Regions from separate parts of the Mus musculus genome. Here regions 1, 2 and 4 are each linked to region 3. The links are chromatin contacts, called in public promoter capture Hi-C maps. All regions are on one chromosome and are shown on one strand. Each heading gives the region's core, a stretch centred on a gene start, on an enhancer-like site or on the middle of the called end of the contact. The rest is flanking DNA. Distances are from core to core; before and after follow the strand shown. Region 1 holds the start of Bclaf3 (Bclaf1 and Thrap3 family member 3). Region 2 holds the start of Map7d2 (MAP7 domain containing 2). Region 3 holds the start of Mbtps2 (membrane-bound transcription factor peptidase, site 2). Region 4 has its middle 330 kb from the start of Rps6ka3.

Region 1 (5,407 bases), core at 1,120-3,619, 1.9 Mb after region 3:
TCTGCATCCTAAACTAGTGCTGTCTACTCGTGCTGTATGAGTACAGTGCACTCTTCTGCTGTATCACGTCTCTATCCCCATACACTGTATATTAATGCTTTTGTTCAAAGATATGATTCAGGGGTTGAGGGGGATAGCTAAGCAGTAGATAACTTCCTTATAATATACACAGAGCTATGGATTCAATTCCGAGCACTACAATAAAAATAGTAAATGAAAAACACAAGTAAATGAAAAGCACGAGTGGGGCTGGAGAGATGGCTCAGCAGTTAAGAGCACTGACTGCTCTTCTGAAGGTCCTGAGTTCAAATCCCAGCAACCACATGCTGACTCACAACCACCCATAACGAGATCTGACCCCCTCTTCTGGTGTATCTGAAGACAGATACAGTGTACTTACACATAATAAATAAATAAATAAATAAATCTAAAAAAGAAAAGAAAAGAAAAGAAAAACACGAGTGAATGTAAAGTCCCCAAATGAGAAACTCTGGAGGTAGGCCCCAACAAGAAGAGCCTCTGTGTGAGTCTGATATACACTCAAGTTGAAGAAGCAGTTCCTATCATTTGTATTCCCTGTAAGGCAGTTGAATAGTGGGATTGTGGGTAGCTTAAAATGTGTTTGTCATGATCTGTCAACCTGACTAGATTGAGATGCCTAGTGACACACTTCTGGGTGTATCTGTGGGGGTGTTGTCAGAGATGATTGACATGCAGGAGAGCAATTGAGGGGGAATGTAGCTGTTCTGAATGTGGGTGGCAACATCCCAATAGGCCTGGGGCTCCAAAGGAAAAAAGGTGGAGAAATGAAGATTCCTAGCCAGCGTGTGCAAGCTTTATACTTCTTCAGCAGATACGTCTAATGGCCACGGCATGTTCTGTGGCCACCAGATTCCAGAGTCTTTAGCGTCTCAACACTAACTCACACAGAGACTCTCTAAGAAGCTTGTAGGCAATTACAGATGCCACTTCTTCTGAGACTTCCAGCTTTCTTGGACTGCATAGCTAACGTAGTTTTGCTTCTTCCGGGGGCCAATAGTCATTGTTTGGATTATCCAGGATCGAATGTGGGTCCTACTCTAACAAATCCTTCTTTTGCAGTTGTGTATGTGTTTGTGTGTGTTATGAGAGCTTCTTGCTAGCATGCTTGCACACCGAGTGCACGGTCCTGGGTTCCCTCTAGATACAGCAGGCAGAGAGTGATAAATGGGGGTGGGGGGGTGGCGATCCTAGGGAGATAGATTTATTACTATAGTGCTTGCTTTGCAAGGATCAGGACCTGAGTCAGAGCCCTAGACCTTGTGTAAAAAGAGACAGGCATGGTGGCACATGCTTGGAACTCCAGTAGTGGGGAGGCAGAGCTAGGCAGATTCCTGGGACTTGCTAGCCAGCCAGCTTAGCCTACTTGGAACGTTCCAGGCCAGTGAGAAACCCTGTCACCCTAAACAAAGGTGGACAATCCTTCTCAAGGAATGACACCTGAGGTTGCCCTTTGACCTCCCCCCACACCCCACACAGGGGAAGTATACATGGACATACAAACAGAGCACTATAGGCACAAAAGAGGAGGAAAATGAGGGTAGAGAGAAAGGAGAAAGAGAAGAAAATAAGAAAATATAAAAGAGAGGAGAGCAGAGAGGGGTTGGTATTTATTGGGACCATTAACCCATTTGGAAAGCTCAGAAGGTCCCGTTTTCCAAGCAGACCCTTCATTTGAGGCTATGGGAAATGGTGAAAAGTTGGATGATTGGTTGCAAATTAAATAGGTGGGGACAGAGGTCAAGGAGAAGCAGGCTCAGATATATAGATGGGCCACATAAAGAGCTAGACGCTAGCCGGGCAGTGGTGGCGCATGCCTTTAATCCCAGCACTCGGGAGGCAGAGGCAGGCAGATTTCTGAGTTTGAGGCCAGCCTGGTCTACAAAGTGAGTTCCAGGACAGCCAGGACTATACAGAGAAACCCTGTCTCGAAAACCAAAAAAAAAAAAAAACAAAAACAAAAACAAAAAAAAACCTTGGCCGATACCTCTGCCTCTATCTGCGGATACTGCACACAAGGCAGGAAGATCAAGGGAACCAAGTTGAGGGCTGACTTCTAGGCCGCGATCCTCAACTCCAGAGTCCCAGACTTGCACCACCTGGGGTGCTTCTCTTCCTTCTAGCCAGATCAACTCGCGAGCGCACTTTAGTCTCTCAGGGAACCGTGGGAGAGCGCAGCCAGCAGAGGGCGCTAGAGAGCCCGCGGGCGCCGTCTGGGCGGGGCTGGACCCGAGCTTCTCCTCCTTGAAGGCAAGTTTGGGCGGGAGGCGGACACTGTGGGCGGGGCCAGAGGGGGTTGGGACCAGACCATTCCGGAAGGAAGTGGTTCCGGGTCCCGGCCCGCGGGGAGAGCTGGGTGCTGGTTGGAGCAGGAGGCGGGAGCTGCGCGACGGGCGAGGCGGTGAGGGAGCAGCAACAGCGGCGGCGGCTGTAGCGGCGGAGGCTTCGGCGACGGCGACAGCGACAGCGACGGGCTCTGGTGACGACTTCTCTGAGGGGTGAGCGGTCCGGGGAGTGGGCAGAGTGAGGAAGCCCGAGCCTGGGAAGGAGGGAGGGTGTGTCCTTCGCCCACGAGTGGCGGTTCTCACGGTGGCGGGCGGGAACGGGACTGCGGGCGGACTTGGCTTCTCCGGGGACCTCATCCCTTCTCCGGTTCACGCTGGGGCCAGCGCCTTCCCTAAGCGGCTGCCGCCCCTCGAGGCTCAGGCTCCCTTGGCGCGCCCGCTTGGCTCTCTGCCCTGAGGGGGGGTGGGTTCTGAGGCTGTCCCCGCCGGTGCTATTCCTGAGCCGCCGCCAGCTCGGGCACCTGCCCGCCCCCCCCCCCAACCCCCAGGTCTGCCCGCCCACGGCGGCGGGCAGGTGGCGGCGCCAGGCTCCTGCCGCGTGGGTCCCCGGGGACCAGGGAGGGGGCGGTGCCGGGAGGCTGAAGCCCGAGGACGCGGAGCCCTCCGGAGCGGAGCGATGCTCCCGGCTTTGTCCGCCAAAGATGCTCTGGCCTCGGGAGCCGCATCCTCCGCGGACAAGGTCAAAGGCTAGTTAGCTAGCGCAGACCTCCCTGGGAGGAATTCAGTCAACTGGGCCACCGGTCAGGACCGCCCTAGAGAAACTTAGCCCTCGAAATATGCTTTTTTTTTTTTGTTTGTTTTGTTTTTTTTTTTTTTTTTGAGTTACACCTTGAGTGACTGCTTCTCTGGAACACATTCCAAACGGCCAGGAGAAAATAGGGCCCTCGAGGCTTCCGGTCAGGCTACCTTTTTAACTTTTCTTTTCTTTTATAAGCCTGGAAAGAAAAGCTAGGCCCTTCCCCATGGCAAGCAAGCACTCCACCGTAGAGCTATGTACCTTTTGAGATAGAGTCTCACTCAACACAGGATGCTGTTTAACTCATTCTATTGGTCAGGCTGGGCAGTCCTCGAACTTTGTACCCACTCTCCATCCTGAGTAGATTATAGGCCTGCGTGGCCAGGCCTGGCATATTTAAACTTTTCTTTTTCCCTAGATGTGAACAGGTCCAAAACTTTAAAAGGCTTGTTTGTTCATTTATGTTGAGGCTTTCTTTTTTTCTTCCTTTTTTTTAAAAAAAGGGAGTCTTTAAAGAAAGGATGGTCTTGAACTCACAGTGTAGCCAAGGATAGCCTTGAGTTTCTGACTCCCGGTCTCTGGCCCCTAAATGCCAGGGTTGCAGGTGCATGCCAGTCATGTTTGTTTTATTTTCCTCGGTTATTGATAGCAGTTCAGCTTCCCAGTTACTCCGTGTTCTAAAAAAAATAAAACAAGTTAGTAAGGGTTTTTCTAAGTGAACAAAGTTTGAAGTTATGACTTACTTGAATTATATCTGATTACCTTGTCCAAATCACTTAACTTTTTCTAAGGTATTTCCTCAGCAATGAACAAGGGATTATAATGTGTGTCTTACCTTTTAGGGTCATATGAGACATTTATGAAAGTATATTTCACATACTTTGTCTTACTTACTGCAGGTTTTACTTTCTTGTAAAAATTTCAGAGCACAGAAGCATTTTTTTTTTGTTTTTTTGAGACAGGGTTTCTCTGTGTAGCCCTGGCTGTCCTGGAACTCACTCTGTAGACCAGGCTGGCCTCGAACTCAGAAATCCACCTGCCTCTGCCTGTGCCTCCCTTGTGCTGGGATTAAAGGCATGGGCCACCAACACCCGGCGCACAGAAGCATCTTGAAGCACAAAAATTTTAAATGTAAACTTTTGGAGCTGGGGAAAATGGCCCAGTCAGTAATACTTGCTGTGGAATCATGAGAACTGGGGTTAAGATCCCTTGTACCTGAATAAAAAGCCAGCAGCAAAGTATTTATCTCTAATTCCAGCTCTCAAGAAACAGACAGGAGAGTTTCTGAGGCTGGCTAACCATTCAGATAAGCTGAAATGGTGAACTTCAGGTGGTATAAAAGATTCCTGTCTTAAAAAAAAGTTACGTAGAGAGCTACTGAAAAAGATCTATTTCTCTGCTCTTCTTGGGCATACACACACACACACACACACACACACACACACACACACACACAAGGACATACATATTTCTAAAAGGTCTAGTTTTTGAAATCTATTCTGGGGCTAGGTATGGAATAGCATTGGTAGAGTACTTGTCTAGCATGTTTGAAGCCATGATTTGTATTGCCAGAACTCAAAAGGTAAAGACAAAAAGATTGCAAAATCATGTGTGAGGTGTGTGTTTCTTGCAGTGCTGTGAATTGAGCTCAGGATTTCCTACATGCCAGGTAATCACTTTGTACCAGTTTAGCTGTATCACTAGCCCTCAGTTTTTTTGTTTTTTGTTTTAGTTTTTTGTCAAGCAGGATGCCACTGCTTAGCTCATGTTTGCCTCAGGCTCTTGAGTGTTTGGATTACAGGTATGTGGGACAAAGTTTGGTTGAGAAGCAGAAGTTTGAGGCCAGTCTAGGCACTATTAAGACCTTGATTTAATTTTTTTTTCAAGACAGGCTTTTTCTGTGTAGTTCTGGTTATCCTGGAACTCACTCTGTAGACCAGGTTAGCCTCGAACTCAGAAATCCACCTGTCTCTAAGACCCTGTTTTAATAGGTGTAGTGGGCCATGCCTTTAATTCCAGCACTAAGGAATAGACATAGGCAGATAGATCTCTCTGTGAGATTGAGGCCATCCTGATCTACATAGTGAGCTCCAGAGCTATAGAGTGAGACCCTGTCTTGAAATAACAACAGCAAAACAAACAAACAAACAAACAAACCAAAAAAGGACTCATTTTCAAAGACTCTTAAGTGATACTTTTTGGCCCTACACCATACTCTTTCATACTCAAGTTTGAACTTTAAGTTGTTTTTCATAGTGTATACTGTGTACATTGAACATAGCTCCCT
Region 2 (5,686 bases), core at 725-3,224, 1.8 Mb after region 3:
GCTCTTTACAGCAGGATTTGTTAAGGGAAAAATAAGTCGGGTTTCACATGCACAGGGAGAGCTTGGTAAAGTGTGTGACCGGTACAATTTGTGCTTGATGAGACCCCAGGGAGGTGGGAGATCCGCAAACAAAATTACTTAGCTATTACATATCACTCCAGTCAGAGCAAATATCAAGAAAGAAAGATGAAATGGCGAGGACATGGGGACCAATATCCTTTACACATCACAGGTAGGAGTGTTAATAAGAGACTACACTCCAAATGTTAGCAACAAGGGTCTTCTAAAGCTAAAAGTACAACTACCATACGACCCAGCTATACCACTGCTAGGTATGTACCCACAGGATCAAAGTGGGCATGCAATAAAGTTACTTGAACACTTATGTTTACTGTGGCACTTATATTTACTGTGAGTTATTTATAATAACTCGTAGAATAAATGGTTATAAAAAAGATGGTATAAATACATAATTGAGTCTAATTCAGCCATAAAGAAGAAAAATTAGGTTATTTGTTGGAAAATGTATGAAAATGGAGATCGTGTTGAGCAAAGTAAGTCAGACTCAGAAAGAAAAAAAAATGTAGCCAAGCATAGTAGTGAAGGCCTTGAATCTCAGAATTCAGGAGGCTGGAGCAGAAGGTCTCTTTTACATAGTGAGTTCAAGGCCAGCCTAGGCTACATGGGATCATTTCCTCTTCATCCCTAAAACAAACAAACAAACAAATAAACAAAAAGACAAATCTAAGTCCAGCATGGTTCTTTATTTTTCTAATTCTAGCACTCTGGAGGCTGGGGCATCAGACTTGATTGCCTCCAGAGCTTGAGAGCTATCAATCTAATTTCATACCAGCCTAAGCTACAGAATGAGACTGCACAAATCAAAACGAACATAGGACACGCAGAATCTACATTTTAAAATTGTATTTAAAGCTCACACGTATATGATGGGGAAATAGAAAGGAGATTTTTAGGGAAGAGGAAAGGGTCTGGCGAGAGAGAGGAGAGGACAAAAGAGGGTGATGAGAGTGACAATATGATCAAAGGGCAGGATAAGGTTGGCTGTGGTAACTCATGCCTGTAATCCCAAGACTTGAGAGACTGAGACAGGATGGTTGTCATGAGTTAGAGGCCAGACCAGGCCTGGGATGTACTATAAGGCCCTGTCTCAAAATCACTCCCCACTAGCTCTGCAGTGGTGGCACATGCCTTTAATCCCAGCATTCAGGAGCCACAGCCAGGAGATCTCTGAGTTCGAGGCCAGCCTGTTCTACAGAGTGAGTTCCAGGACCTCCAGGGCTACACAGAGAAACCCTGTCTTGAAAAACAAAACATAAAACAGACAAAACAAAACAAACACCAGAAAAATTGTCACTACCACCCTCTTGAAGCACATAACAGACATATGAAAATGGATGATGAAATGCATTATTTTATAGGATGAATATTTGGCAAATATATAAAGAAAGAAAGAAATGAACTGAAACCTCATTGCGGTAAAATGGATCCTATGGCCCTATGGCATCTGCACATGCATGTGGCACTGGCCCATGTGGTGACAACCAGAAAACCTAGCTATGAACGGGCACTAGGAGCTGCAGGGCTGTTTTTGTGCAGAGAGACAGTGTGAACACGTGCGCGCGCGTCAGATGTGTGCAAGGTGTGTGAGAAACTTTAAGTGGATGTGTGCACGAGTGTGTGGAAGCGTGTTTAAACCGAGTGTGCAAAGAAGCCTTTTGTAAACTCTTAAGAAGAAGCGCGCCAGGTGTGGTGTGTGCGGACACTGGGGATGCTGAGCCGTGAGGACTTGTGGAGCGGACACTGCGCGCGCACGTTCGGCGCCCCGGGTGCGCCTTTCACAGCAGCCCGAGGGGCTGCGAGCCGGGAGCGCGGAGCCCGTGCGGTCCCTTGGCGCGCGCACGCCTGCGCCGGCTGAGCAGTGACGCACCGGCGAGTGCGGGAGGGTCCGGTGCGGCGAGCCCGGGCAGAGGGAGGCCGGCGCGCAAGGTGGGAGGCCGCGTGCGCATGCGGACCCGCGCGGGGCCGGTGCGACACAGCGGGCGGGCCAGACAGTGCGCCTGTGCAGCCCGCGCATCCCGATGGAGCGCAGCGGTGGGAACGGCGGCGGCGGCGGTGGCGGCGGCGGCGGCGGCGGCGGGTACGGCGGCAGCGGTGGCGGTGGCGGAGGAGCCGGAGTCCCCTCGGAAGGGGCTGCCAAGGGCTTGTCGCTGCTGCTGGCCAAGTCCGCGGAAGCGGCCTCCGGGAGAGCCTCCCAGTCCACCCCGCGGTCCGCAGGTAAGGGCCGGGGAGCACTGGGCAGGCCGCGCTGAGGACCCCCGGGGGGGGCGGGGCGGCCAAGGGCTGTCGCCCGGTCGCCCTTTCCGGGGGCCTAGGTCAACCTGCCCTGGGGGACTTCAGGCTGCGTCTCTCTTTCGGCAGGTGGCGGGGTCCCCTCGGGCTTGGCGTGTTTGCGTGGGCGAGTTTGTGGGGGGTGGCTGGAGAGCGGAGGAGCGGGTATCCTTGGCCACGGCTGTCCCCGAGGTATGGCTCGGCACCGGAGGAGGGGGTTCCGGGATGGCGACCCTGTGGGTGCGGGGGCCCGCTGAGGTGTTTGGACTACAGGGATTGCGGCTGGCTCGCTGCCTCGCTGGCTCCCACCCTCCATCCTAAGGCGCGCAGACGGGGAAGCCACAGCCAGCCACCAAGGTGGCCCAGCTTTGCGGTTTACTTGGCCTCTCGGGGTTGGGAAAATAATGTCGCATCGCCCGCGGGGGCAGCGACGGTTCATAAAGGGAGCAGGGCCACACGCGACTGCTGAGACGACGACCCCTCCCCCCCCCTGAAGTCGCTGAGGTAGTGGTTTCCCTACTGGGGCGTCTGGCCCCTGCCGCTGCCCTTTCTGGTACGTGACTGCGTGGCGATTGAGTGTTCTAGCCCACGGGACTGCAGCTGAGAGCTGTCGCCAAGGGGTGTGGGGATGTGGGTCCCTGTTCCTTCTGCCCAAGGGGACGGAACATGGTGAGGACGCTGGGAAGAACGTGATAAGCGCCTGCGTCTTCTGGTTCTGGGGCTAACCTTCTGTGTACTTGCAGGTGGTGCGGAGGTATACGCAGTGAGGAAAAGCATTTCATTCCAATTTTCCTGGCGACATTTTTTTTAAATGTTAATAATGAGAACTAATTCTATATTCCATCTTTCATTGCAGTTTAACATTCGAACGAAAAGAAAAAAATAAACCCTCACACAATTTGTAGAATTTGGGAATTATCGCATCGTGGAGTATTTCCTATATGGTGGAGGGGGAAAGAGGAAGGACATCAACTGAACGGGCGTGTGGGTTGTTTATGTGTTTCTTCGTTTTGAGACAGGATCTGGCTCTTTACCTTACGTTGATCTGGATTCCCGTGAGCCTTCAAGTCAGCATGACCAGCTTGAAGATGCTGCCTTAGTCACTTGAACAGTTCTTTTTGTTGGGATAGAGGGGACTATCTTACTGATCTGTCTGTTGCATCATTCATAGAAGGGAAAGGAAGGCTAAATTGATTTCTAGTTTGTGTTCTCGTGTGTTATTAAATGCACAACTTAGTAAGACATTACAGGATAGTGATAATACCTGCCCTTTAAGTCTAGACTTATATTTTCATTCCTTTTGCTTGAGAAAGGCCATATCTGATAAGAACCCAGAACCCACACATCGGAGTCTGCTCTCTGTGGTAAAGGGGATTCCATGCAGTAAAACATTAGATGTTTTTTGAGTTTACATTTTTGTTTGGTGGGGATTTGAAATAATAGATTATTTTGATGTTTCTTGTGGTAGAGAAAGGGCTGTATTGTCGGATGTCCAGTTTATCTGGGATTTTAATTAACTTGAAGGAATTTAGGGGGCAGTTCTTTTTCCTATTGCTCAGTTGCAATGTGGACACTAGTTTTATTTTGGAATTCCTAAAATAATTCTAGGTTTTAAATATATAGCCTGTTATAACCATTTAGAGGTCATTCTTAATAGTTGTGTGAAAGAAAACGGATTTTTTTAAACTTTATTTCAACAGGGATGGGATGGAGACAGGTTTATGTGATGCTATATAACCCATATTGGGCATGAATTCATGTTCCCGTTTCCCATCACCAGCATTTCTGACTAAAGTTTTGTTTTTCTTCTGTGTGTATACTTGTGAGTTGCAGTTTCCTGTGGCTGTGTGGGGATGAGCTTGTAGAGTTCACAGGTTCAATTTAGGTCTCATTCCTCAGGCACTTTCCATTTGGTTTTTTTGAAGCTAAGTCTCTGACTGGCTTAGAACTCAGGGTTTTGGTCATGCTGGCTTGTCAAGGAGCCCCAAGGACCCACCTTTTCCAGGCTCCCCAGTGCTAGCTTACAAGCACATTCTACCATATTGAACTTTTTCATGGGGTCTGCGATCGAGCTTAGTACTTGCATGGCAAGGACTTTACTCACTAAGCTTTCTTCCCAGTCCCATGTTTAATGTTTTAAAGATTTATTTGTTCATGTATTTTATGTATATGAGTGCTCTGTCTTCTCTCACCCCAGAAGAGGCATCAGATCCCATTACAGATGGTTGTGAGCCACCATGTGGTTGCTGCGAATTGAACTCTCGAAGAGCAGTCAGTGCTCTTAACTGCTGAGCTCTTTTTGGTTTTCGAGACAGGGTTTCTGTGTAGCCCCGGCTGCCCTGGAACTCACTCTGTAGATCAGGCTAGCCTTGAACTCAGATCTTCCTGCCTCTGCCTGCCATATGCAGGGATTAAAGGCGTGCACCCTGACCACTTAGTCTCATTCTTAATTTCTAACTTGTGTTTTTTAGTTAGTGTACAGAAAAGCAGGTTCCATTATGACATTTCATATTCCTGATCACTCTCCCTTGTCTTCCTCCCACCTCACTGGTCACCTTCGCAAATATCCCAGTTTTCATGTTCTTTACACGGGTAGTTTTGAATCTAGGTTCTACATATGAGGGAAACTTGATAGTCTTCTTCCCCCTAAGGAGGGATTCTTCACTTTCTTTCCCCCTTTTCCTTATCCCCATCCCCTTCCCTTTACTTTCTATGTAGCCCAACTTACTATGTAACCTAGGCTGGCCTTGAATTGAGGGGGATACCTATTGCTTTAGTCCTCTCAGTGTTGGGATTACAGGCATGTATACTACATATAGCTTTCTGAAGGGGGGCTGGCCTTTTTTTTTTAAGATTTATTTATTTTATATGTGTACACTGTAGCTGTCTTCAGACACACCAGAAGAGGGTATCTGATCCCATTACAGATGGTTGTGAGCCACCATGTACTTGCTGGGAATTGCACTCAGTACCTCGGGAAGAGCAGTCAGTGCTCTCAACCACTGAGCCATCTCTCCAGCCCAAAGAAAGGGGTGGGGGGGGGTCTCGTTTTGTTTTGTTGTGCTTTGTTGTGTTGTGTTTTTGTTTTTCGAGACAGGGTTTCTCTGTGAAGCCCTGGCTGTCCTGGAACTCACTCTAGATCAGGCTGGCCTCGAACTCAGAAACCTACCTTGCCTCTGCTTCCGAAGTGCTGGGATTAAAGGCATGTGCCACCACTGCCCGGCAGGGGTGGGGGGATTTCTTAATTATACTTATTGTAGAACCATTTAATGAATGGCTCTGATACTAAAATTAGTTTTAAGGATGAGGATATGGCTCAGTGGGTAGAGCTAGTACA
Region 3 (5,374 bases), core at 2,061-4,560:
TGAGGACCCAGGGAGAGGGGCGGTCTGGTGGGGTGGTGGTGGTGGCGTGGAGACATCCTCTTGGAGATAGGGGGGATGGGATGGGGAGTGGTCAAGGGGTGGCAGACTCGGGGGGGGGGGGGGGATGAAGTCTGGACTATAAAAAAGGATTAAGGAATAAAGATAAATAATTTTTTTAAACTTACTATTCCAGCCCACAAAAAAAAAAAAAAAACCCTGACCTTGACAGGTGATAGATATACACGCCTTTAATCCCAGCACTCGGGAGGCAGAGGCAGGCGGATTTCTGAGTTCGAGGCCAGCCTGGTCTACAGAGTGAGTTCCAGGACAGCCAGGGCTACACAGAGAAACCCTGACTTGAAAAAGAAAAGAAAAAAGAAAAACCAAACCCAAAGCATCACCACCGCCAACACTCCTGACCTCTGCTTAGAACCATAAAGCCCATAAGAAATATGTACATCAAAACTTCAAGCCACATCATTTTAAACTGTCTAGTAGCCAACTTTACAAAAAGGAAAGATTCGTTTTCATATATTTGTAATCTGTAAATATCCAAATCCAAGCGATCATTTTAATGTGTAGTCAATGTAAGAACAATGAGACATTTATTTCTAGTAGTCTTTGAAATGTGGAACTAAAATGACACTCAGAGCACATTTCTAGTCAGACAAGGTTTTGCAAACGCTAGATAGCCACACACATCCAATAACCACCACAGTGGACGGCCCCGCTTATTTCATTGCCACAGACAGGAAACAGGTCTTTTGAGATAATTTTTTAGACTCTGAGAGAATTCAACAGAAGAGGTAGCTTACTTTCAATCAATATTTTCTATTTTCATCTAAGCAAGCCTCAAGTTAAACCAGACAAAACGAGAAAATTTACCCAATGTCCTCTAGGTCTCAGTAGAAGCTCTTAAATTTCCCCAAGGGTTACGGTGATGGCTACTTATAAACAATCACAAAGTTCTTATCAATTGAAGTCCTTGGCTAAAGTAGATCTATAAATAACAAGGGAGTTACAGAAAGCACTGAAATACTGTCCTAACTGCTGGCCATCTGTATGGAAAAGCGCATTCGTCCTAAAAGGCTATTTCAGGTCTTTTACCATCATAAAGAAATGGCCACAGTTTGAATGCCAGTATCTGTAATTGTCTCTACTGTCTTCTGATGGCATTTTTTTAAGCCTGCCTGTTTTCTATGACTTGAAAAGACGACTGGCACACCTGTGCAGCAGAGGTTTACTGGGCTACAAAAACCAAGGGTAAGACAGCAGGATCAAGAGAAGGGAAAAGTTCAGAAAAGCCAAGCTCTCAGGCACTGGCAAGAAGGCTCAGCCAGTAAAAACAGTGGCTTTTCTTTCAGAGGACCAGGTTCAAATCCCAGCACTCACATGGTGGCTAAGGAAGCATTTGTAACTCCAGTGCCAGGGAATACTTCTTCTGACCCCTGAGGGCACTGAATGCATGCAGTGTACATGTACAGAGAAGCAGACAAAACAGCCATATCCATTTGTTCAGGCAAGGCTGCTTCCCATTCCTAGGCAGATACCGAATCAGTACCACGCCTCAGGAGCTGGTGCTTTTATGAACACAGGGGATGCCCCAGAAATTAAAACCACATCCTCCTCACTCACTTGACCTGCGACCGACTGTATGAGTTTGATGAGTTCTATTTATCTGGGATTCTTTTTTTAACATATGAAACATGAAGAAATCATGCGCTTTTTCTCTTGAGCCCCATCACCAAATCACTGTGGCCTGTGCTGCTAAGCACTAAAACCAAGTCCACTGCACTAGTGATTCTCAAGCAAATGTGCAGAGAAATGATCAGGGGAACCTTGTTAAGCTTCAGACTGTGATTTTACAGGGCAGAGGTGACACCTGAGAGTCTGCCATTCTAACAAGGGCCCAGATCATCCAAGTGTTGTTGGTCCTTGGACCTCCGATACAGTATATTATCTGGACGCATAATATAATCCTCTCCATAAGTTCAGGTGATCCTTTCAGTTGCTTTCCCAATTTAAAGACAAGAAATGGAGGCACAAGTAACGATCTGCCTAAGGTCACAGAGGTTAGAAAGTGGCAGAGCCTAGCTCTCTTAAGCTCGCTCTTCATAGCCTGGCATACCAACGTTTAAATATGACAAAGAAGCACAGGTGCCATTTGATTTTATTGTTTCCTAAGACGAAGTGTCACGAGGTTATTTTGTTTAAAAGAACACAAACATGAAGGTTTTACTATTTATGATTGTGATTTCCAAACCCTTGGGAATTTCTAAGCTCGTATTCCCCACCCCCACTCCATTCCAAGGATGTCTGAAACACGTGCTCAGACAAACTCTTGAAATTTCTTCTTACGATTCCAGCACCCACAACACTCAAAAAAAAAAAAAGCACTGTGTGCTCAGAGTGTGTGTGGTCACTGTGAAAAAGGGAGTGTAGGGTGTAAATAGAATTTGAATAACAGAAAATGTGGCTATGTAAATTCTTGCTACTTTAAAGCACCGCCTGTGGGTCAGCACTGTCCGTCCGTGGGCCAGAGAAACTGGCTGGAAATACACAATCTTAGCTTTCCTCCCAGATCTGACGAAATCAGAATCTAAATTTAAACTAGAACCACCGATGCTCCTGTGTACTTTCGAGTTTGACGCCAGTGATTTAAGTCACAATCTGATTTCGGTTTATCACAACACTAGCAGCGTCTCACGGGTCCTAACCTTAGCACAAAGAAGAACCACAAAGCATTTTCTTAAGCGGAAGTTTTCGTTTCTTTTCCTCCTTCGAGCCGTGCCTCCCAAGCCCGCCAGACTCCTCCCGGGAAGGAGCCCAAAAGCCGCAGGGACCCGGCGGCGCCCGCAATGCGGTGGCCGCCACACCCCTCCCCTCCCGCAGCCTGCCTGCCCTACTTTCTTTACTCGGTCGGACGGATGCGCCACGCGGGAGAGCGCACGCAGACGCGGCGGGCGCTCGGAGCGGCTCCCGGCCCGGCGCGGAGACTCCGAAGGGGAAGAGAAAAGGCCTTGGGCGACACAGGACCATGCGCACCAGCCCTGGACTCCGCCGGCTGGGGCCTGAGGCCTGAGGCCCTCACCTTCAACACCAAGTCGGCCAGGTAGACGGCAGTCCAACCACCCACCACCACCACCAGCAGCGACACCGGAATCATCGTAGCGACGGATGGACGGCGGGCCCCGGCGGCCTGCTTCTGCGAGCCCCAGTCAGCCGTGCGCCCGCCCGGAGCCTTCCAGCTCCAGCATCCGCGCAGGAACTAAAGTGCTACCGGGTTCTTTGCTCCGGTGGCAACATTTCCCTCCGGACCCTTCCGGTGAGGACACTCAGCCGTTTTTTTTTTTTTTTTTTTTTTTTTGTTTTGTTTTGTTTTTTTTTTTTTTTTGGTGCATATGCCGGAAAAAGCGCGCGGGCTTCTTTTCCTGGGACGCTCGGGCTCCGGAATGCTCGAAGCTCGGGTCGTCCGTCCGGCAGCGTGCTTGTGACTCATGAGGCTTGACCCTCTCTGCGCTCTGCCCTTCCTTCTCACTGATTTCCATCTCCGGTTTGTTGTGCTTTTCATATAGCCGGAGTTTGGGATTGTCAGAAGTACATACCCACATTTAAATTAATCACGTCTCGTTCTAACGTCTTTATGCACGGCAATATCGTAATGGAGGCCTCATTTGTTCATTTCGGTGTTTTGAAAACTAAATATCTGTCTATATCTTAATCGAAATACGTAGCATTTCTTTTCTTTCTATTTTTTTTAAAGATTTATTTATTTATTATATGTGAGAACACTACAGCTGTCTTCAGACACTCTGGAGGAGGGAGTCAGATCTCATTACAGATGGTTGTGAGCCACCATGCAGTTGCTGGGATTTGAACTCAGGACCTTCAGAAGAGTAATTGGTGCTCTTAATCGCTGAGCCATCTCACCAGCCCCATACGTAGCATTTCTATCCAGAGAATTTCTTTCTAGTTTCCCTTCCTACGTATTTCTGTCCCCTGCCCCGTTCTGATTTATTAATTAATTTATTTATTTTTAATGTTGAATTCTGCGTAAATAGAACCACACTGTTAAAATCTGGATTATTTCGCGCGACATTTTGTTTTGTAAGATTTGTCTATATAACTGGTCTTTATTTTAAGACAGGGTCTCACTATGCAATCCAAGCCTGGCATTCACTATACAGAGTAGGCTGGCCTTGAACTCTCAGAGTTAACCTGCACTTAAGAGTTGTGCATCAAAAATACCTGGCTGTTGATTAAAAAAAAAAAACAAAAACTTTCATCTAAGACTTGAGGAGCCGGGCGTAGTGGCGCACGCCTTTAATTCCAGCACTCGGGAGGCAGTGGCAGGCAGATTTCTGAGTTCGAGGCCAGCCTGGTCTACAAAGTGAGTTCCAGGACAGCCAGATCTATACCGAGAAACCCTGTCTCGGAAAAAAAAAAAAAAAAAAAAAAAAAAGACTTGAGGTTTGGGCTATTGCTACATATTGGAGTTCTAGACCTGGAAAAATGGCTCAACACGTAAAGGCACTTGCTGCCTAACCTGACTACCTGAGTCAGTCCCAGGGGGACAACATGATGAGAGAAACAGCCCTTGCAGGTTTTCCGTTGATCTACTGGCCTATAAAATAGGTTAGATGAAACTTTTAAAAATTGGAGCACTGACCATCTGTCTAGTGAACTAAAGTGTAGTTCTCAGCCTTGGTTGCACAGTACCTTCACCAGGGGCCTTTAAAGTCCCCCTGGTTTCTGGAGCCTGGACCAATTAAATGAGAAGCTCTGTGAAACAGACCCAAGGCTGTATCATTTTAAACGCAGTCCCATCTCTGTGTCCCCAAGTACAGATCCACCTAAGGACCCAGGACTTTGATACTCTGAGCTACACCCTCTAGCCATACGGCATTCTCTCTTTTTAAAAACAAAGTCTGTAACCCAGACTGGACTTAAAGCTCTACATAGCAGAGGAAACTTGTCCTCTTTTCTCCAATTCCTGAGTGCTAGGATTGATTACAGGTGTACACCTGTACCATGAAGCCGGGATTCACATAATCTATTAGCTATCCATAGGCTCTTGAAAAAGAGTGGTTTTGGTTTTGTAGCTAAAGTCGCCTTCAAGTTTCTGTAAAGCAACGTAGAAAATTGTTCTAGTATACAAGCCATAGGCGTTGTCTACAGTGAAGCTAGTTGGAAACTTATCCTTGATTCTCAAGAATAGGTGAACTTGGAGGCCTTATTTACGTATAGTCCTGCTAACAATTTCTCTTTTTTGGTTATATAGCCTGACTTTTTACTTGGTTCACTCAAATGGAACTACTAATCTGTAAACACCTTGATCTTGTGGCATAATGGGGTATTGTATTCTATGCCAAAG
Region 4 (5,441 bases), core at 48-2,547, 1.3 Mb after region 3:
CAGTCCCCTCAACTTGGGACGATAAAAAGAATTCCAGAGCAAATAAAGTTACCTGGAGGGACAGGGTCTCCTGGTATAATTTAGGTTGGCCTGAAATTCACTATATAGCCCAAGCTGGCTGCACACTACCACCAGTCCTCCTGCCTCGACCTCTCGAGTGCTACGATTACAGGCTTGAGGCACTAAATGTGGCTTGAGGGGTACTTTTAAAGTATTTTGACTCAAAACCAATGAGATGTGTTGTTTAAATACAGTACACCTGAAACTCTGAGCTGCCCACTTTTTGCCTCCTTGTAAAAAGTCCTGCCATGTGCTGCCCATCTTTACTTAAGTACTTCGTTTGAAAGGTCAGCCAGTTCTATTAGAAATTCTGCTCAGCTTGATTTCAGTCTCTGTGTCCTGCTCTCATTTGATAAGGAATGCATGCCAATGATCTACGGTTAGCTGCTTGGTGGCGACTGCTTTTCCTCCCTAAAGCCCTTCCCCGGCTTTTCTTTCTCCCTCTCCACCACCCACATGCTGCTCTTATTCGGACTACTTCAACTGCCTCTATCACTCATCCACACCATTCCTGGCCTCCCTGTGCACCCACGTGCATACCCTTAGTGTGGCTCCATTTAACCCCTTGCTTGCCTGACAAATACAAACTCAACTAGGCTGGCGGAGTCTAGCACTCACGGGGACTGTGCACAGGTTTTGCAGTTCCCACCCAGAAACTAATCAGGCTCCCATCAGCAAACAGATCACATTACATAAGGCAGCTGGAAGGCGGCTCGGAGGCTGGGAAGCCAGATCACAAGGCTGCTGCTTCACCCACGTGCTGGTGAATCTTCCATCAGCCCCTCGGGAGAAGCAAACCCAGACGTCTGTAGTTAACAGCGTACATTTTGTGCCTGCCAGCGAGCACGCAGGTATAGAATACAATCTGCTAGGTTTTACGTCCATGTACCCCCAAATCAAAATACTCAGCAGAGACCATGTAGCCCCCAGGGAATACAGAAACATTTTTCCTTCTTTGAAATTCCTTCAACTCTTTATTAAGCCTCGTACTTATCCGAGAATAGCTTTTGTTTTACTGCCTGGGCAGTATGCGTTTAATGACTAATGGGCACAAAGCAGGACAACCCTGTCACACACACACACACACACACACACACACACACACACACACAAATGGGTAACCCAAATTCTCCCTTCCTGCTCCTTAGATAAGCCTTCACACTTCACTGCTCAGTGGAAAGCAAAGAAGGCATGGGGTGAACTGAATTCAGCTGTTGTTACCTGATTCTGACCACACTGGAAGGAGTCTAATTTTCAGGCACAGATTTGGTTTACGCAGTGAGTGGGCAGGTGGAACCTCCTCCACCTAGAAAGGAATCGTGATAAGGGAGAATTTTTTTTAAAGGTGGGGGAAGAGCCTAGAAACGAAATCCGTTTTCATCGCACGTGATGTGTGCAGATCTTAAAGTAGGTTGTTGCACTTCTGCACTGGGCTGTGTTTTGCCTTCGATGGATGCACATTCAGCTTGAGGCGATGCTGATAGCCGTGATTAAGCAGCGCTTCCAAGGGAAAATGTTTTGTTGTTTTCCTACCAAGATAGGAAATGCTTGTTTAGTATGCAAGAAAACTCCTCCCATTTCTGAAATGGAATTTACGTTATACGGTCTTTTGTTAGATGGTTAAGATTGCACTGCATGGTAGAAAGGACGTTAGGAGAATTTTAAGTGAGAGAGAGGGAGGAAAAAGAATGCAGGAGATAAAGAAGGGTGGGAGGTAGATACGAAGGGGGAGTGTAAGGGGGAAGAATCCAGGAATGCTTAAGCAAAGTAGAGAAAGAAAGGGGAGTGTGGATCCATTGTTCACAATAGAAGGGCTAGTTAAAACCACCAATTTCAGGAGCCAGGAGGGCATCTCGATTAGGGAAATCCCAGCTATGTGCAGCCCCTACCCCGCTGGGAATATCTGCTGACAGGAATGTAATGGAAAGTGTAGCTGATGTGAGAATCACCAGAGAAAGAAAGCCTAGGACTCTGCTGGGGAAGAGGATTTTTCTCAAACAAGAAAGAAGTGAACCCATTCATTCTAAATGAAAGATGCCAAGTGTATATACAAAGATGGAATATAGAAACTCTCCCAAAGGGACATTAAACACTGTAATTGCGTCATTGTCTATAGACCTGCAGCCGACTTCCATCTCAAACAATATAAGAAAATAACAATTCTTCATGAATTATTCAGAGGTTCCCTTTGTGGCAGTCACACACTGTACAACTAAGGCCCCACAGATCTTCTTCAAGGAGCCTGTGGAACTATTTCTTACATAAGTGTGGGAAGGTGGCAGCTGGCTTTAAGTTCAGTGACAATGCTTTCAGCCTATTTGACTAATAATTTCGAAAGTCTTTTGCAACAACTTTGTAACACTTAATGCTGAATTGTGTTTAGTGTGTCATGTTTTGGACATCTTGGTCAGTTGCCTTTGCTGTAGCTGCCACTATCAATGTTAATGATAATAATATTTTGTTGGTGCAATGAGGTTGTGTAATAAAGAAGACAAAAGGAAATACTGTGTGCTCCACAAGGGGCTGAGAATTGATTTTATTAAAGCTTTGCTGCCACCTAGTGATGCATTTGAAGAACTACCTGATTTAGACCGAAGTCATTCCAATGCATTTTAAAATACCAGTGCAACTGTTGGGAGGGCTAGCAACCAAAATACTAAAACTACAATGTTAAGCATTCCAGTAATATGAATATAATCAAAACTGTAATAAGTTTCCTATATATTATACAACTCAGTTACTCAAAATGTATCAAATAAAAGTGTGTTATAAACCAAACCATTAAAAACAGTTATAGTCAACGTTTATGTAATACCTACCCCATTTATATAAACCTATCTTGTGCCTGACATGACTTGATACAATGGAGAAAGCCCCTGAAGTTGGGAGCTCCTATCACAAGCCATACCCACAAGTAACTGTCCATCTATTTTCTATATAGAGTATACAAGTGTGTTCAATGTAGGTCCCCATATTTGTTTCAGGGGAATTTTCATAATTTGTTAGAGCTAAAGGAACCTTGCAGTTCAAAGATTGACATTGTCATTTATCAAACACATGAAGTTAGTCCAAGTTCAACTGCTTAACATTATTGAGCACTACACATTTTTTTTTATACAAGCAGCCAGGGTGGTCACTTGTAAGGTTGTTTTTTGTTTTGTTTTGGGTTTTTTTCAAGTCCTCATTTTAAAAGAGGGATAACTGTATATTATATGAAGTAAGTCATTTCTTTTCTTCTCTCCTCAAAACCCAGTCATTCTCTTTTGCCATTGAAATCTGAATGTCCATGAAGGAACCATGTGCCATCACCTTCAGTGATTTGCTTGAAGCTGGCCCCACCCCAGGTTAGCCAATATGAGTAAATTCTTCTGCAAACAGTGACAGTAATTTAGTTAGGGGTTGGCCAAGAAAATTAAACGCATCACTTCTATTGAATAACATGCTATTGAGTGACTGTCTGGGGAGTCACGAATAAATGTGGTGTGTCTGTCTGCTGATTGTGCCTTTAAGAAATTATATCTGGTTTTCCCCTGGCCATAAGTGTAGCTATTTGTCCCCATTTGTTGTGGAAAAGAACTAAACTCACTCCTGCATAACTGTGAACAACAAGAGTTTCAGTCATGTCTTTTAAAAAAATCTTCCTCTTCAATGCTTTGTTCTACCCCATCTTGTGACCTCTGCATTTTAGAGTACACTTTTAATGTTTAATACATTAACTCTTTTTTTTTTAATTTTTATTGGATGTTTTCTTTTTTATTAGATATTTTCTTTATATACATTTCAAATGCTATCCCAAAAGTTCCCTATACACCACCACCACCCCCCCAGCCCTGCTCTCCCACTTCTTGGCCCTGGCATTCCCCTGTACTGGGGCATATAAAGTTTGCAACACCAAGGGGCCTCTCTTCTCAATGATGGCCGACTAGGCCATCTTCTACTACATATGCAACTAGAGACACGAGCTCTGGGGGTACTGGTTAGTTCATATTGTTGTTCCGTCTATAGGGTTGCAGACCCCATCAGCTCTTGGGTACTTTCTCTAGCTCCTTCACTGGGGGCCCTGTGTTCCATCTTATAGATGACTGTGAGCATTCTGTATTTGCCAGGCCCCAGCATAGCCTCAAAAGAGACAGTTATATCAGGGTCCCTTCAGCAAAATCTTTCTGGCATATGCAACAGTGTCTGGGTTTGGTAGCTGATTATGGGATGGATCCCCAGGTGGGGTAGTCTCTGGATAGTCCACCCTTTCGTCTTAGCTCCAAACTTTGTCTCTGTAACTCCTTTCATAGGTGTTTTGTTCCCTTTTCTAAGGAGGAATGAAGTATCCACCCATTGGTCTTCCCTCTTCTTGATTTTCTTGTGTTTTGCAAATTGTATCTTGGGTGTTCTATGTTTCTGGGCTAATATCCACTTATCAGTGAGTGCATATCTAATGACTTCTTTTGTGATTGGGTTACCTCACTAAGGATGATATCCTCCAGATACATCCATTTGTCCAAGAATTTCATAAATCCATTGTTTTTAATAGCTGAGTAGTACTCCATTGTGTAAATGTACCACATTTTCTGTATCCATTCTTCTGTTGAAGGACATCTGGGTTCTTTCCAGCTTCTGGCTATTATAAATAAGGCTGCTATGAACATAGTGGAGCATGTGTTCTTATTACCAGTTAGAACTTCTTCTGGGTATATGCCCAGGAGAGGTATTGCTGGATCTTCTGGTAGTATTATGTCCAATTTTCTGAGGAACCTCCAGACTGACTTCCAGAGTGGTTGTACAAGCTTGCAATCCCACCAGCAATGGAGGAGTGTTCCTCTTTCTCCACATTCTCACCAGCATCTGCTGTCACCTAAATTTTTGATCTTAGCCATTCTGACTGGTGTGAGGTGGAATCTCAGGGTTGTTTTGATTTGCATTTCCCTGATGATTAAGGATGTTAAACATTTTTTCAGGTGCTTCTCAGCCATTCGGTATTCCTCACGTGAGGATTCTTTGTTTAGCTCTCTATCCCATTTTTTAATGGGCTTACATTAACTCTTGAATTTGTATCCAAGTTCTTTCCCTCCCCCCTTCGGTTTTTTTTTCTTTTTTATTTATTTTTTATTAGATATTTTCTTCATCTACATTTCAAATGTTATCCCCTTTCCCCATTTCCCCTCAGAAAATCCCCTATTCCCTTCCCCCTCCCCCTGCTCCCCAACCCACCCACTCCTGCTTCCTGGCCCTGGCATTCCCCTATACTGGGGCATAGAGCCTTCACAGGACCAAGGGCCTCTCCTCCTATTGATGGCCAACTAAGCCATCCTCTGCTACATATGCAACTAGAGCCACAAGTTCCATCATGTGTTTTCTTTGGTTGGTGGTTTAGTCCCTGGGAGCTC

What was found. Promoter capture Hi-C pulls out the DNA fragments that hold promoters and counts their contacts.
Region 1: a contact with region 3 is called in a promoter capture Hi-C map of pre-B cells, with 3 times the contacts expected there. The contact joins the promoter of Bclaf3 here to the promoter of Mbtps2 in region 3.
Region 2: a promoter capture Hi-C map of hippocampal neurons shows a contact between it and region 3, with 3 times the contacts expected there. The contact joins the promoter of Map7d2 here to the promoter of Mbtps2 in region 3. A contact is called at or near these places in 2 of 39 promoter capture datasets (hippocampal neurons and pre-B cells).
Region 4: a contact with region 3 is called in a promoter capture Hi-C map of hippocampal neurons, with 21 times the contacts expected there. The contact joins the enhancer-like site here to the promoter of Mbtps2 in region 3. A contact is called at or near these places in 8 of 39 promoter capture datasets (the 3T3-L1 cell line, cranial neural crest, frontonasal cranial neural crest and 4 more), 6 of 484 Hi-C or Micro-C datasets (the N1E-115 cell line, cerebral cortex, cortical neurons and 2 more) and 7 of 115 datasets of contacts at active chromatin or transcription factors (SST interneurons, astrocytes, cardiomyocytes and 4 more).

The regions. Positions count from the first base shown.
Region 1 is chrX:159,530,299-159,535,705 of GRCm38.p6, forward strand. It overlaps Bclaf3 (Bclaf1 and Thrap3 family member 3), which reads left to right and starts at 2,370. Exons shown (of 12, transcript NM_001033472.2): 1 at 2,370-2,537.
Region 2 is chrX:159,412,598-159,418,283 of GRCm38.p6, forward strand. Map7d2 (MAP7 domain containing 2) reads left to right here and starts at 1,975. Exons shown (of 17, transcript NM_001081124.2): 1 at 1,975-2,295. The coding sequence starts at 2,100.
Region 3 is chrX:157,595,405-157,600,778 of GRCm38.p6, forward strand. Mbtps2 (membrane-bound transcription factor peptidase, site 2) reads right to left here and starts at 3,311. Exons shown (of 11, transcript NM_172307.3): 1 at 3,092-3,311. The coding sequence starts at 3,166.
Region 4 is chrX:158,922,639-158,928,079 of GRCm38.p6, forward strand. No RefSeq gene overlaps it. Among named protein-coding and RNA genes, the nearest start is that of Rps6ka3, 330 kb to the right of the region's middle. Within about 2 kb of position 1,298, at least 45 of the 459 cell types and tissues checked have an H3K27ac peak or open chromatin away from gene starts, as enhancers often do. A contact at or near this core is called in the N1E-115 cell line, SST interneurons, cerebral cortex and 2 more, where this site is marked.